2 separate regions of the Mus musculus genome follow, and region 1 is linked to region 2. Evidence: chromatin contacts called from public HiChIP or PLAC-seq data. All regions are on one chromosome and are shown on one strand. The core of a region is the stretch at or near the end of the contact, and the rest is flanking DNA. Distances in the headings are between cores, read along the strand shown. Region 1 has its middle 3.7 kb from the start of Gm33459. Region 2 overlaps Wdr72 (WD repeat domain 72).

What was found. HiChIP or PLAC-seq counts read pairs in DNA pulled down with a chosen protein or histone mark.
Region 1: an H3K4me3 HiChIP or PLAC-seq map of embryonic midbrain shows a contact between it and region 2, with 6 times the contacts expected there. The contact joins two enhancer-like sites. A contact is called at or near these places in 1 of 39 promoter capture datasets (hippocampal neurons), 13 of 484 Hi-C or Micro-C datasets (the AML12 cell line, the N1E-115 cell line, cerebral cortex and 3 more) and 1 of 115 datasets of contacts at active chromatin or transcription factors (embryonic midbrain).

The regions. Positions count from the first base shown.
Region 1 is chr9:74,529,429-74,535,370 of GRCm38.p6, forward strand. No RefSeq gene overlaps it. Among named protein-coding and RNA genes, the nearest start is that of Gm33459, 3.7 kb to the left of the region's middle. Within about 2 kb of position 2,748, at least 4 of the 459 cell types and tissues checked have an H3K27ac peak or open chromatin away from gene starts, as enhancers often do.
Region 2 is chr9:74,276,176-74,283,005 of GRCm38.p6, forward strand. Wdr72 (WD repeat domain 72) reads left to right here. Exons shown (of 20, transcript NM_001033500.3): 20 at 5,493-6,830. The coding sequence ends at 5,548. Among named protein-coding and RNA genes, the nearest start is that of Wdr72, 170 kb to the left of the region's middle. Within about 2 kb of position 1,741, at least 21 of the 459 cell types and tissues checked have an H3K27ac peak or open chromatin away from gene starts, as enhancers often do.

The sequences.
Region 1 (5,942 bases), core at 1,498-3,997, 250 kb after region 2:
CTCTCTCTCTCTCTCTCTCTCTCTCTCTCTCATGCACACGCGCACACACACACACACACACACACACAAGCAAGCAGGTGTTTCCCATGGCCTCCTTACAGATAACCAACGCTGCAGGGCAGCTTACAGCCTAGAGAAGCTGCCCACAGTGACCCTGGGCACGGTGACTAGACAACTAGCTGACTGGGGGAAGGGGGGACAGCTGCCATCCAGGTCTTCATGTCTGCCTGAAGGGACCAACAGGTTTGAGAGACATCACTCAGTTTAGATAACTGGAAGTCATGTGACTATCATCGAGGTTGGATGTGAATAAGACCTAGGGTAAAGTCGAGTCTGCATTTTTGCTAGTTGCAGTTCATAGACATGGTCACCGAAACAAATTTACACCTATCATCTCTTGAGAAAGTTGAGTCCTTCAAGAATACTATGAAATATTCTACTTCCCAGTTGGAAATCTTTAAAAACAGTTTTCAATATTAAGGTTCTATCCATACTTTACAACTGGACATAATCATCAGGAATACCTGATGGATTCTCTTTCTTTTATACAGAAATAAATCTGAAGCTCAGAGACATGGGGTAATTTACCCAGAGTCACACAGCAATTAGGGCAAGACAGCCAGGATGAAAAGTGAAGCATTACGTCTCTAGATTCAGTATCCCGTTCCAGATACACGTTGGAGGCTTTGACTGGAAGTCTAAAGAGGTCTCCACCCAAGACCTTAACCAAGAAGACGTCACGCATGGGACTCTTGCTCCAAGATAAATGAGGGAAAAGTAAAATTCCAGAGGCTAACAGGACAAACCAGCATGCACTAAACCCTTAATCCAAGCACCACCAGGCTACCTGGGAGAAAGCGTGCTTAGAGTAAGTTTTGGATTTCAGGGTCATTCTACATAGAGCTTTTCTGGTGAGCAGACAAGGAAAAGTACCAAGAGATGCCTATGTGAAAATACCTAAACAAAAGGCAACTTTTGTCAATCATTCGGTCTAACCAGAGATCTGCAGCTAAACCTAAGGAAACGGGTTCTCTTTCTGAAGATCCTCCTGCCGCAGTGCTCCACTGCCACGCCTAGGGGGCGCTCTCGCCGTGCTCAGCAGCGTGAGTGTAGTAGTTGTTTCCAGCAAAACAACAGTGAATTTGCAGCAGATGGGTGTTTTGGTTCAATTTTCTTAAGCATTGTGAGGGAAAGCCGCGACACTTGTAAAGAAGAGTTTACAAAACCTTCCTGCTTAGTGATCCACACAAATATTTTCAAAATATGTCCATTGGACAATTTCCTCTCTGCTTCCCTAGAAAATTGGTTTTGTTTTTGAATCTGCCCTCAAAGTCCCGAATATATGTCTCTCTCTTTTCCTGGCATATGGTAAGCTCTAATGGTTACAGATTACCACCGTCTCCTGATTGAAACGGCTGTTTGCAAGGGCCCACTTTTATCCCTGCTCTCCTTTGCCCTGTAACACAGCTATGTGATAAATCCATAGCAGCGAAGTACTGTATGCCTTAGCAAAGGTCCTCGTGTGGAAATCGGGGGCATTGTATCTGCTCTGCAGCTGAGGGAGGCTCCCAGCAAAGCATAGCTACTAAGCAGAATAATCAGTCCCTCAAATCCAATCGCTGTGGGTCAGGAAGACCGCTCCTCTGTCTCGTCTCTCTCCAAAATCCCTTACTGAGTCCAGTTCAGGGGACAGCAGGCTTCAGGCAGCTGGTAAGTGAAGTCTTAGACACTGTCATGCCTGGCATGAAAAGAATTACAATTTTCAAATGAGGCCAAGGAAACTCTAATGGTTGACATGGGGGGATAGTACTATGTGAGTTGAACATCGTTGCTGACCACACAGAAGACCTGCACAAGTTCAAGCCAGATGGAGTCCCAGCACTGAGAAGGGAAAATGACATCAGGTCCTACCCCTAACCAAGAAGCTATTTGCAATCGATACCCACCTGCAATAGGAAAAATCAGGTTTTCTCAACCACTTCCAGGCCAGGCTGGGCCCCATACCCAGGAGTAGTTGACCAACAACACAAAACGAACTCTGTGGAATGTTTTTGTGAATTTTTGTATCATTTTGTTCTCTTTGGGCATATTATTTTTGTCTTATTTGTCTTTTTTTCTTGTTTGCTTTGATAATCATTTTTGTTTTTATGGCAGGTTTTTTTCTTTTTTTTAAGAGAGAGAGAAAGAGAACAAACTTGGATGGGAAGGGAAGCAGAGAGGATCTGGGAGGAGTTGAGGGAAGGAAAGCGCATAATCAGAATATACTGTATGAAAAAAATGCTTTAAGATACCTGCTGACCAAGCATTTAAAACAGTTCTGTAGGTATGAAACCAAGCAGGTTAGTTGTTGCTGTTAATATTAAAGTGTGTGCGTGTGTGTGTGTGTGTGTGTGTGTGTGTGTGTGTGTGTGTGTGTTAAAACCAAGCAGTTTAGATGTCACTGCTAATATTAAAGAATGTTTGTGTGTACGCGTGTGCACACACACACACACACACACACACACACGCACGCACGCACACACGCACGTGCACTGACATATGAGCATGCCCACATATAAACACACTGCCTCCCTCATCCAGAAAGACTAGGCTCTTCTGTGTATGTTTGCATGTGTGCACAATTTCAGAGAAGATTCTGCTGCACACAAAGCAGCCTGCCCCGCCCCCACTGTGGAAGAAGCAGGTCCCCCGGGATTAGGCAAGAAAGAATTGTTCATGGACAGCAGAGGCCAGAGAACAATGCAGACCCCTGCGACAGACACAGTGGCAGCCTGCTAGCCTGGGTGGGGGCCTGACCACATGGCCACTGCAAAGGAGCTGGTACTGTCATCCCTAGAAGAGACTAAAAAGGACTCAAATAAGCAAATGCTATGATTAGCAGGTGGTTTAGGAGACATGAAGCCCAGGAAGAGACTGGGGCAGGGTGGGGGAGCCTGGATCAATTGAGGGCTTGTTTTTACATCACAAAGTAAAGATGATTCAAAATGTTTCCTACAGGAATATAATATCTACTGATTTGCTTGAGGAAAAATAATGGAGCTGTCTAAAGTGCAAAGTCCTCTCCAAGAGAAGAAGATGAGGATGGTCAGTTCTTCAAAACAATCTTAAATTAACTTATACAATTACTGTAGGTGATTTCTGGTGAAATTATACATTTTAATGCTTTTAAGTGCACTGGACCAAAGAGTTGGCAACTCTAGATATTTAAAATGCCAGTCTTACTCACTGTGTCCTGTATATTCCTTTCGGATGTTTCAGATAATCCACCAAAAAATTAATAATTTACCTCCTTTTAACTTATTATCTGCTGCCCAACTACTCCTGGAGTTTATCAAAACCTCACAGCTTTTCTTCAGACATAAACAGCCCTTCTCATTAGTCACCTCTCCACCCTAGAGCACAAGCAAACACTTCATGAGCCAGTTTTGTTTAGGTTCTTTCTTTCTAAAGAAATTCAGATTAAAATTTCAAAAGTGAGCGGCTTCCCCTCAAAGATGCTCCTAGGAATCACTAGTGATAACCTGCCTGTCTTCTTTCCCAGCATAAACTATGAGTATGTATGTTCATAGATGTTTTGAGGCAAACGGCCAGGATTCTTCTTTCGCAATTGTCCTAAGTCTTGGCTTCTCTAGACTGCTTTCTTTGGGACTTTGACTGGAGGGTGGAATTCTTGGTAGGACTGAACAAAGATCCCCATTGCCCCTTAACTCGTTTTTAAATGAGCCAGAGGATGGATGTGTGTAGCAAGGCTTTAGCATGCAAGTCCACACAACCTCACAGGACCAAAACGCAACAACACACCAAACTGTACAATGAGGGGACCTAGTGCTCACTAATCAGCTCAGATGGGGACTGTCACCTCTGGTGCTGTCACAGCACTGAAAATGCAGGTGGGATTTTTACACATAAAGAGGGAAACAAGGTAAATATGTGGCAAGACCATAACACAAAATAATCACAGTTTCAGTTGTCACTGAATGCTCGGCTCTTTGGAACAACCTGAACAGATTAGAAAAAATCACTGTGGGGCCTCTCATATCATTTAAAGAAAACTTGCCTGCCATCAATCTCTCTTTTAAGTGAAGTTATTCAGCAACTTACCTGACCAAGTGAAGTCTCAGCAATACACTGGCACTCGTATAGGCATCAAAAGAAAGGTTCCCATTTTTGTCTGTGCCATGATTATAAGTAAACATATCCCCAAACTAAAGATGACTTGTTATAAGTAAATTCACAAATATGGCTCCTAGAAGTCCCTTTCAGAAGCCATTGTGAGAAAAGCGTCCTCACTCGTTTACATCTCCATGTCATGTACTAATCAGAAGAGTCAGGGCACTTTGACACATTTGATGAGCCTTGACTGATAGCCTGCACTACTTGTGAGGGTGTGCGTAACAGTTGCCTTTGTCAAGCAGTTATCCTGGCTGGCCCAACCTCACCAAGGAATGGCTTTGTTTTTCTCTTGGATGATTTATTTCAGCTATGACTTTAAAATAGGTGTCAGGTTGTCATGATGGTTCAATGAGAAAGTGTATTTGCGGCCAAGCCAAATAACATGAGTTTGGTCCCTGGAAACCCTGTCTTGGAAGAAGAGAACCTGCTCCTTCAAGTTGTCCTCTAACCTCCATACATGCACTACCACCCACCCACTAACCCACAATAAATAATAAAGTAAAAGAGAAACTTAAAGAAAAGTCAGGTATTCAAAGGACTGACCACTCTAGCTTCTTCCTTGAACTGACCTCTTAGTTGACAGTCCTCTATGAGACCTATAAGACTGAAGTGAGCCATCTGAGCTCTGGTATCAGGAAACCAAAAGAAGCTTTGCTCCTCCTGGGTTTCCGGAAGGATTATGACCACACCAACCTGGCCTGGGTGATTGTGTGTGTGTTCTCTGATGTTTGTCCCTATCCTCCACTGTATTGATTCCCATCCAAATGGTTAGACTTGAACAAGCCTTTTAAAACGTGAAATAATAGGCTGCTCGTATCCTGCAGGAAACTAGAGCATTCGGCCACAATTGGAGCGATTTTCCAGCAAAGTTGATGCATTTGCACCTCACCCGACTGAGCAGAAATTAACCCCCATTCGCCAACTGACCCCACACACCCTCCTCACCCCACTGCACTCCAAGATGTTTGTTTTGATATGTTATTCACTACGGTTGCTATGCACTTAAGTATTTAAGCTGCCAGACCCAAGCAACCAGGAGGACCTGGTGATTCATCCATTTTACCGGTTCTGTATCGCTGGATGAGCATAAGATAGGTTTCAGGTAAGTAGAGTCTCTCATTACTGATATAAAAGGAAGTATTGTCTCTGGTTGGATTATTCAAGGCATCAAGGTAAATTCTCTAGGCAAAGCTCAAATGCCTTGTGTGTTTTTGTGGGTAGTGTATAGTTCCTATGTGTCATTGAGGGAACTCATGAACGTATTTGAAATGCCCTGTGCCTAAGAGTTCTGTGAGTACATTCACTTTTAGCATCCAAGAGCCTTAAATAAAGTATGCTTGCTTTAAAATAACTAAATTTCTAGATTGTGTCTCTATCTAATATTGTATGGCACATAGTACCTTTCTAATTGCAGTTTAAGTCAAGTTAGTAGGTATTCCAAGATATATCGAAAGGAATGATGTCAAAGATACACGACCCATCACCTAAGCCATACTCAAGGAGACGGACGGGCAAATGTCCTGCCTTGATAGCTGCTCTTGAGGCTGGCAGGACCATGTCAGGACCATGGACAGAGAAGATGCCACCTGAAACCCTAAGAAAGGGAGTGTGACACTTAAGCTGTATTCTTGGAAGCAAAAGACTGAAAGCCACAGAAACACAGTAACAAAAGTCTCTGACTTCCCACAGCTAATTGGATGCTTGTTACATTAAGGACTTCTACTGCCATTAAAAATATAAAGTCAGTGAGAACTTTGTTGTACCACGCT
Region 2 (6,830 bases), core at 491-2,990:
CCAGGAGGTCACAGTGTGGGGCTGTTATCTTTTCCTCTTTCATCAAGAATTCAGTTGGACAAAGTACAAAGACGTTATGATGGCGAAGGGAAGCTGACACCATTAGTTCATTATCAATTCTAAGCTAAACTGTTTAATCCACACAGAAGCTTTGGAAAGTAGAGAAATGTTGACATTTCAAATATTTCAAATAATGAGATCTAACGAGAGAGAGAGAAAGGCAGAAATGCAGAGATGAAGAGCAGAGAGGAACAAATCGGGGCCACTAGAATCTCTTTACCTTTCCCTGTGCAAACAGAACTCTGACTGGGAGAAAGGGCTTTAGCAAAACAGGGCTGGGTATGGTCAAACAGTGGGAGGACAATTGTTTAAGAACCTTTAATCAGGAAGGAAGATTTACTCTGTGTCAAAGTTGCTTATGTCTCTTTGTGGAAAGGAAAGATAGAAAAATGTACCAAGAAAAGATAGCCAGAACAACTTAACAGGGATTTTTTTTTTATTCTGTTTTGGTTTGAAGCATGCCCAATTCCAGTGATTAGTTCCCTACAAAGGGTAAAAAAGGAATTATTACTAAAAACTGAATGACATTGTTGGGTCACAAAAGCTATGAGACACTAGTATCTACCTATTAGCATGATTGAAAGAGTCAGCTATCTCTCCGGGCTGGACATTTCTTTCCTGTTTTGCGTAGCTACAGTGTCCCCTCCACCCTCTGACATCTTTGTGCGCCGATCTTTGTATCATATTTTTGATCCATCCTCTCTGTAGGCTGTCAGCTTAGTTAAGAGATTTCCAAATTGTGTCGCCTTCCCTGACAGGGGGGCAGCTGCAAACAGTCCCCTGATCCTTCCCGGAGGAGAGATACTGAGATTTAATTTTCAGTGAAAGGTGTAGCCTGCAATCTATGTCAGGTCCCCTAAGTCATCTTGGAACCCCAATAGGCCCAGTGGTAATGGCAAGTGTGTATTGGCCCCCTCCACTGCACTAGGAGCCCTCAAAAGATGAGCTGCAGCTGCGTGCCCGATTCCAGCAACGCTTTCTCTTCTGCATCTTAGGGCACAGAGATACAGCATCTTTTTATGACAGAAATTGTTAAAGAACAAATTAGCCCCGCTCCCTGACATAACACTCCAAAGAAAATGTCAATTCGTTTCACCTTAAGAAGGAGGGATGATGGCCATGTTAGCTGTCTATACTGAAAATTATTCTTACGATTACTTTCTAGTCTGGACTGAAACTGTCTAATTCTGACTAGATTTTTAAAGTTCTTGGTGAGCTGTTTCCCATCAAGCCTTCTGTCAGGAAGTTAAATCTTTAGAGTCCAGTGTTTACTTAAGCACTCGCTGTTTTTAGCATGATGCGTCAATGTAAAGCCATTTCAAATGTTCTGCCATGCCTTAACACAAGTGGACTGAGGGTAAAATTCAGATATGGCTTTTACCATCTGACAGTTATGAACAAAAGAACATGTCAAAAAAAAAAGTGAGAGTAATTAGAAAATACAGGAGCCGGGGAAGAGTCTGAAAAAAAGAGTAGCGGTCCATACATCGGGTGTCATTAAACTGGTAATAAAGAATGAATTGCTCCGGCTTTTTCCTCTGTCCATCCTTGCATTTTAAGACATCTTACCCTTATAGGCCTAGAAACCTCTGGAGGGTTGGCTACTGGTCTCACTGCCTTCCACTGAGAATTTGTGGCTTGGTTGTCATGGAGACATCGTATTTCTCCAAGAATTGCTCATATTGATCCGTAGCCAGGCGTAAATGGCCAAGCTAGTGTGAGGAAGAAAGGGGGCTGGGCAGTCCTGTAAAATGACCAGGGCTCGTGGGTCGGAAAGCAGCTCACAGCAAACACTTGGAAAAGAAAGAAGCGCTCTCGTTTTGGGTCGGGACTTCTTTCTGCACTTTGGACCGGTTGTCTTCTTTTGGGGTAAACTGAAAGGAACTTGTTAGTTGTGTGTCATGTCAGATCTTGGGTGCCTGGTCCTGACCCAGCTGTCAGCCTCCCAGCTCTGTGCAGTTCAGGGACACACAACAAAGAGGTAGTGACATGAATTATTTATTACTCTTCGTGTGGATAACGTTCTGGGATAAGAAATTAAGACACTTCTGACAGAGGTGCTTGTTTGTCGAGAAAGATTTTGATGAGACATTAGATTTCCTCAGAGTAGAAGCATCTGACAGACAAAACGCCTTAGAAACAAACAAGGGGAGGGAGTAAGTTTTGTGTTCCTTATAGGAATTTGGTGGCACAGAGGGACGGTTTGGAACTGTGAAATTATGAAAATCCATTCTTCAGTGCCCAAAGATAAACTTCAGAGTTGGAAGTCACACCAAGCATAGGAGCCCTACAATGATGATCAACTTCCTGGTGATGTGCACCCTTCCGTGTACTGTGTATGGGTTGGCGTTTACCCGAGAGAGCTTGACCATCTTTGACATGAGACACCAAAATTAGGAGCTTTGAAGTGGTGATATTTGCCACCCTAAATAAGGGAAGTGTGTCAGTAGCTAAGCTTACAATAACATGTGGGAAGGGGTGAGCTTAAGTCTGGTGCCATCACTATTCCTGTTTTCCCCTGCAATGTCATCCATCCCTCCATCTGAAATTCCCTTTAACATCTTCATGGTTGTGCAGAATCACCCGGTTACAAAGCTGAGTGTGCTCAGCCTTCTAGCTGTAATGGATATTGACCTTATGTAGTTTAATGTAATGCTAACTGACTAATATATTTATTACCTCATTTTAAATGAATAGACTAAATGTTTAAAGTGTATTTAGAAAAGAAAAACAGAAATGATTTCCCCATACCAAGAGTACCACTTCCTCTATTGTTCAATCCAAATACTGTCTTTATTTTTTTTAAATCTTTTCAAACTAAAACTTCATTCATTCTAGCTTTTACAGCTACACAGCACTGACTTCAGTCCTCATTCATAGGCAGAAAGTAGGAAGGACAAGGTAGCATGGAGAACCTGAAATATATTTTTGAACAGACCTAAAGTTACTATCTTAAGTGCTGCTAGCTTTAAAATGCCGTGAGTAAGGGAAAAAAATTTTTTTTTAATTTTACATAAAATGACACAGTTGACTTCCCAAGTGGAGTTCAGAGACTGTAGGCTTATTTACCACTGACACTACTCTCCAACCCTGAGCTGGCCGGCCGGAGAGAACTGTTTATAAATGGGCCACTCTGCATATGGGTCACAGCTCAGAGGCCTTGCAGAGCGTGCTCACCTGTTCTCTTGAGGCCTGTACCTTGCCCATCTTGCCATTCTGATCTTTATTGGTTCAAGCCTTATACCCAGGTGAGTGCCTGGAATCCATTAAGGTTGGCGAAGCACCTGTCTACCAGAGCATTCTTGCTATTTCGACCTTGCTGGTGAACCTAGAGGTCCGGTCTGATGGGGAAAGTAACCCTCGGACATGTCGTTTCTTTGCAATAATTCATCAGCAGTGAGTTCTGGCTCACAGGTGAATTCCACATTTGAGCTTGTGTCTCCGACCCTATGAAGTCTACCTACTCCTTCCCTGGCATTTATATGTTCCTGAAACCTATGGGGATAACATTGATGTCTGGTAATAGAAGCTCCAAGACAGCATCACAAACTTGCAGCTCCCTTCCTGCAATCCTAGGACCATTAGACTTTCTTTCCCTGGCTCTTTAAGGCCTGGATGCTTCTGAATTTGAAAGCTTTCACGGAAATGGTTTCGTGTTCATCTAGTTAACGGCTAGATAAACCTCAGTGCTCCAGACTGTCTTAGAAAGGACCCCTTTCTCTGCATTTAATACTCATGATGATAAAAATTACAGAGCAATATTTTCAATTGTTATGCCAATGTTAATGAGAGACCTTGGCTTAGAAAATTAACAATTTAATCTCCTAATGTTCTAGGACCAGTGCACTTAAAAATAACTTCAGGGACTGAGATGATGGCCCAGTCAGTAAGTGCTTTCCATGCAAGCACAAGAATTTGAGTTTGATCTTTAGTATTTATGTGAAAACAACAACAGCAACAACAAACAAACCAAAACAAACAAACAAAAATAAAGTCTATTTCTGAGGAGGGAGAGACAGGGGAATCCGTACATCAGGCTGCCCTGCCAGTCTAACAGAATCAGACTCCAGGTATAGTGAGAAGCCCTGTCTTCAAAAGTAACTTAGAGAATGATAAAGTAAGATGACCAACATTAATCTCTGGCCCCACGCACATAAATGTGTGCACACAACACATCTACATACAGGTAGTGTCAGCAGAAAATGGAGGACAAGAAAGAGTTTGGAAGTCAAACAAAAAAAATAAAATGTCTTTATTAACTTTTCACTTCAGTTTCAAAGTAGTTTATAATCAGTGTGTGTTCTGCCGTTAATAGAACATTTTAGTGCTTTCTATGTAGCACGTGGTGCATGTGGATCTATATGCATCACTGTCAATCAATATTACATTTGCATGAATCTGATGAACAAAACTAGAATTCTCACAGAGAGTAATACATTGTGAAAAGCCAAGGTGAGATTTTTTTTTCCCTTTTACTGTTCTGTCTCATGAATCACCAGCAAAAACCAGGAATCAGAAAGTAGGACAGCTTCGGGACGGTCGTGTTGGAGGGGCCTGATGATGATGCATGGGGCAGAAACTGTGGACGGTGGGAGCTGAGCATCAATCATGGCCACCTAACGCAGGCTTACGGCTGGGGCCGAAACCTGTTCTAGGAAAAGGAAGAACAATGTCAATAATAAAGTAATAAGTTCCTGCTGGTTTTGTTTCGCAATACCAATGTTTTAATTAATTTACACAAAGAGAAAATGTAAACATCAGCATAATTCATTTTAAAGCAACATAACACACAGATTCACAGGAAAACACACACAGACACACACATACACAAAACAATATTCATTAAAATTAAGAGCGTACTTTTTAAAATTTTGCCAGGAAGAGTGAGGGCTACTACTTTGGGGTTGCATGAATAATACAAAAAATATAGTTAATTCAAGCACAAGGCTCCTCCTTTTAAATAGTCAAATCAATTTATATTTATTATTCTCTCATTTTTGTTAGCCTACACAGATAACTACCGAAATGCTTAAGACATATTCTGATTCTGCAATGTAATCCATACTTCAGCAAATATTTATAAAGACTGGCACTGAAACTGTGGTTGTAGATTGGTCTAAAAACAATTAAGCTGCCTAAAATGTGGGAGAATTTGCCTATTAAAAGCCAAATTCATCATTTTGGAAGATTTTGTTATTGGGGCAATTAAAAATGAATGGTAATAATATACGGGATTAAAATGTATATACCTGCTTAATAAGACAGGGATATTGTTTATCATATAATGCACTTTACCTCAGGGTGAAAGAAGTGCAGAAATCACAGGCAATATTCTCCTTCCTCCTTTTCCCCTTCCCTCCCTCTCCTCCTTCTTTCTTTTCTTCTTGTTTCTATACTGCACCGACTAACCCAGATAACTGCTTTCTTTCTAGGTCAGCCAAGGCATCGTCCATGGATAGCGAAGGTGTGCTCCTGCAGGATGTGCTAGATAGATGGAGTCCCGAAAAAGGAATTCAATCTGAACTAACAGAGAAGCACAGCACACACTATCTCTTTACCATCAAATAAAAGCAACATTGTCATTGGTCTGTAGCAGATTCGCTAATATGTCAGCCAAAGTCTATTAAAAATGTTACCACTGATTGAGGATATCCAAGTCCTAATTCAAGGCAATGATTGCCTAAGCGAGTCTCCTTCCTCCTCCTTATTTTCTGTCAATATTTGCAACAAAGAACGCCAGCCCACAGGCATAGATTTAACACCATTTCAGATGTTCATCTTCTCAGCTCCTGAACTGCAAGAGCCAAAGGAATTCACAGGACTCTCAATTCACTGTTGCTTCAAGGTATTTAACCCAAAACGTTACCGACTTTGCCATGTTGAGTTAGGACATATTGTTTTAGTGGGTGCTTCAATTCAGACCAGGTCCTGCACGTCTCATCCTTAAACATGAAATGTCCTTTAGTCAATCTTTGACACAGTAGCTAGCCTTGTGAGATCCAATCAGCATGGAGCTCTAATGACACAATGGAGAATGTCTTTAATTAAATCTTATTAGCCTCATAGACCTGGGGGAGGGGATCCTACTTGCAACACAGCAGGGCTCATCCTTTGTTAGAATAAACATCTGCAGTTCTTTTCCCAGAAAGAAGCTGGACTACTGGGAATTCTAAACTAAAATATGCAAAGCAGTATCAACAGAAATGGATGGAAAGTGCTCACCTGTTAAAGGGATCTGAATTTTGTGTTGTGATTTTTTTATTGACTGTCTAACTTATAAAAAAAATCATGAAAGATTTTTAAAGTATATTTAAATGAATAGAAATATGCCCTAACTCATAGAAAGATGGAATTAAAGATATATGATATATACATGTATGTACACATATGTATGTGTGTGTGTAGTTCATATAATTTCATAAAATTTTAATTCTAATTTTCTAAGCAACAGCCTGAGATCCTTGTTGAAATGCGGCAGTCAGGGGGAAAGAGAGCTTCAAAATGAGAAATACATCTTTAAGCTGACTTGCCCTGTAAGCTTTGGGACTTGCAATTAATTATTGAGCTGGATGAATGTGAATATGGATCTAATGATGAATATCAAAAAACTGTAATGCCTTCAAAGTAGATGAAAATATATCTTTCATGTTTCCCAAAATAGCATGTCTCTGCATGAAGTCAATTTTGATTTGTACTTAAACTGTAATATGTTGTTAATAGTAATACCCATGGAAACCATTATCTTCTGAACATTTTACCTGTTTGGATAT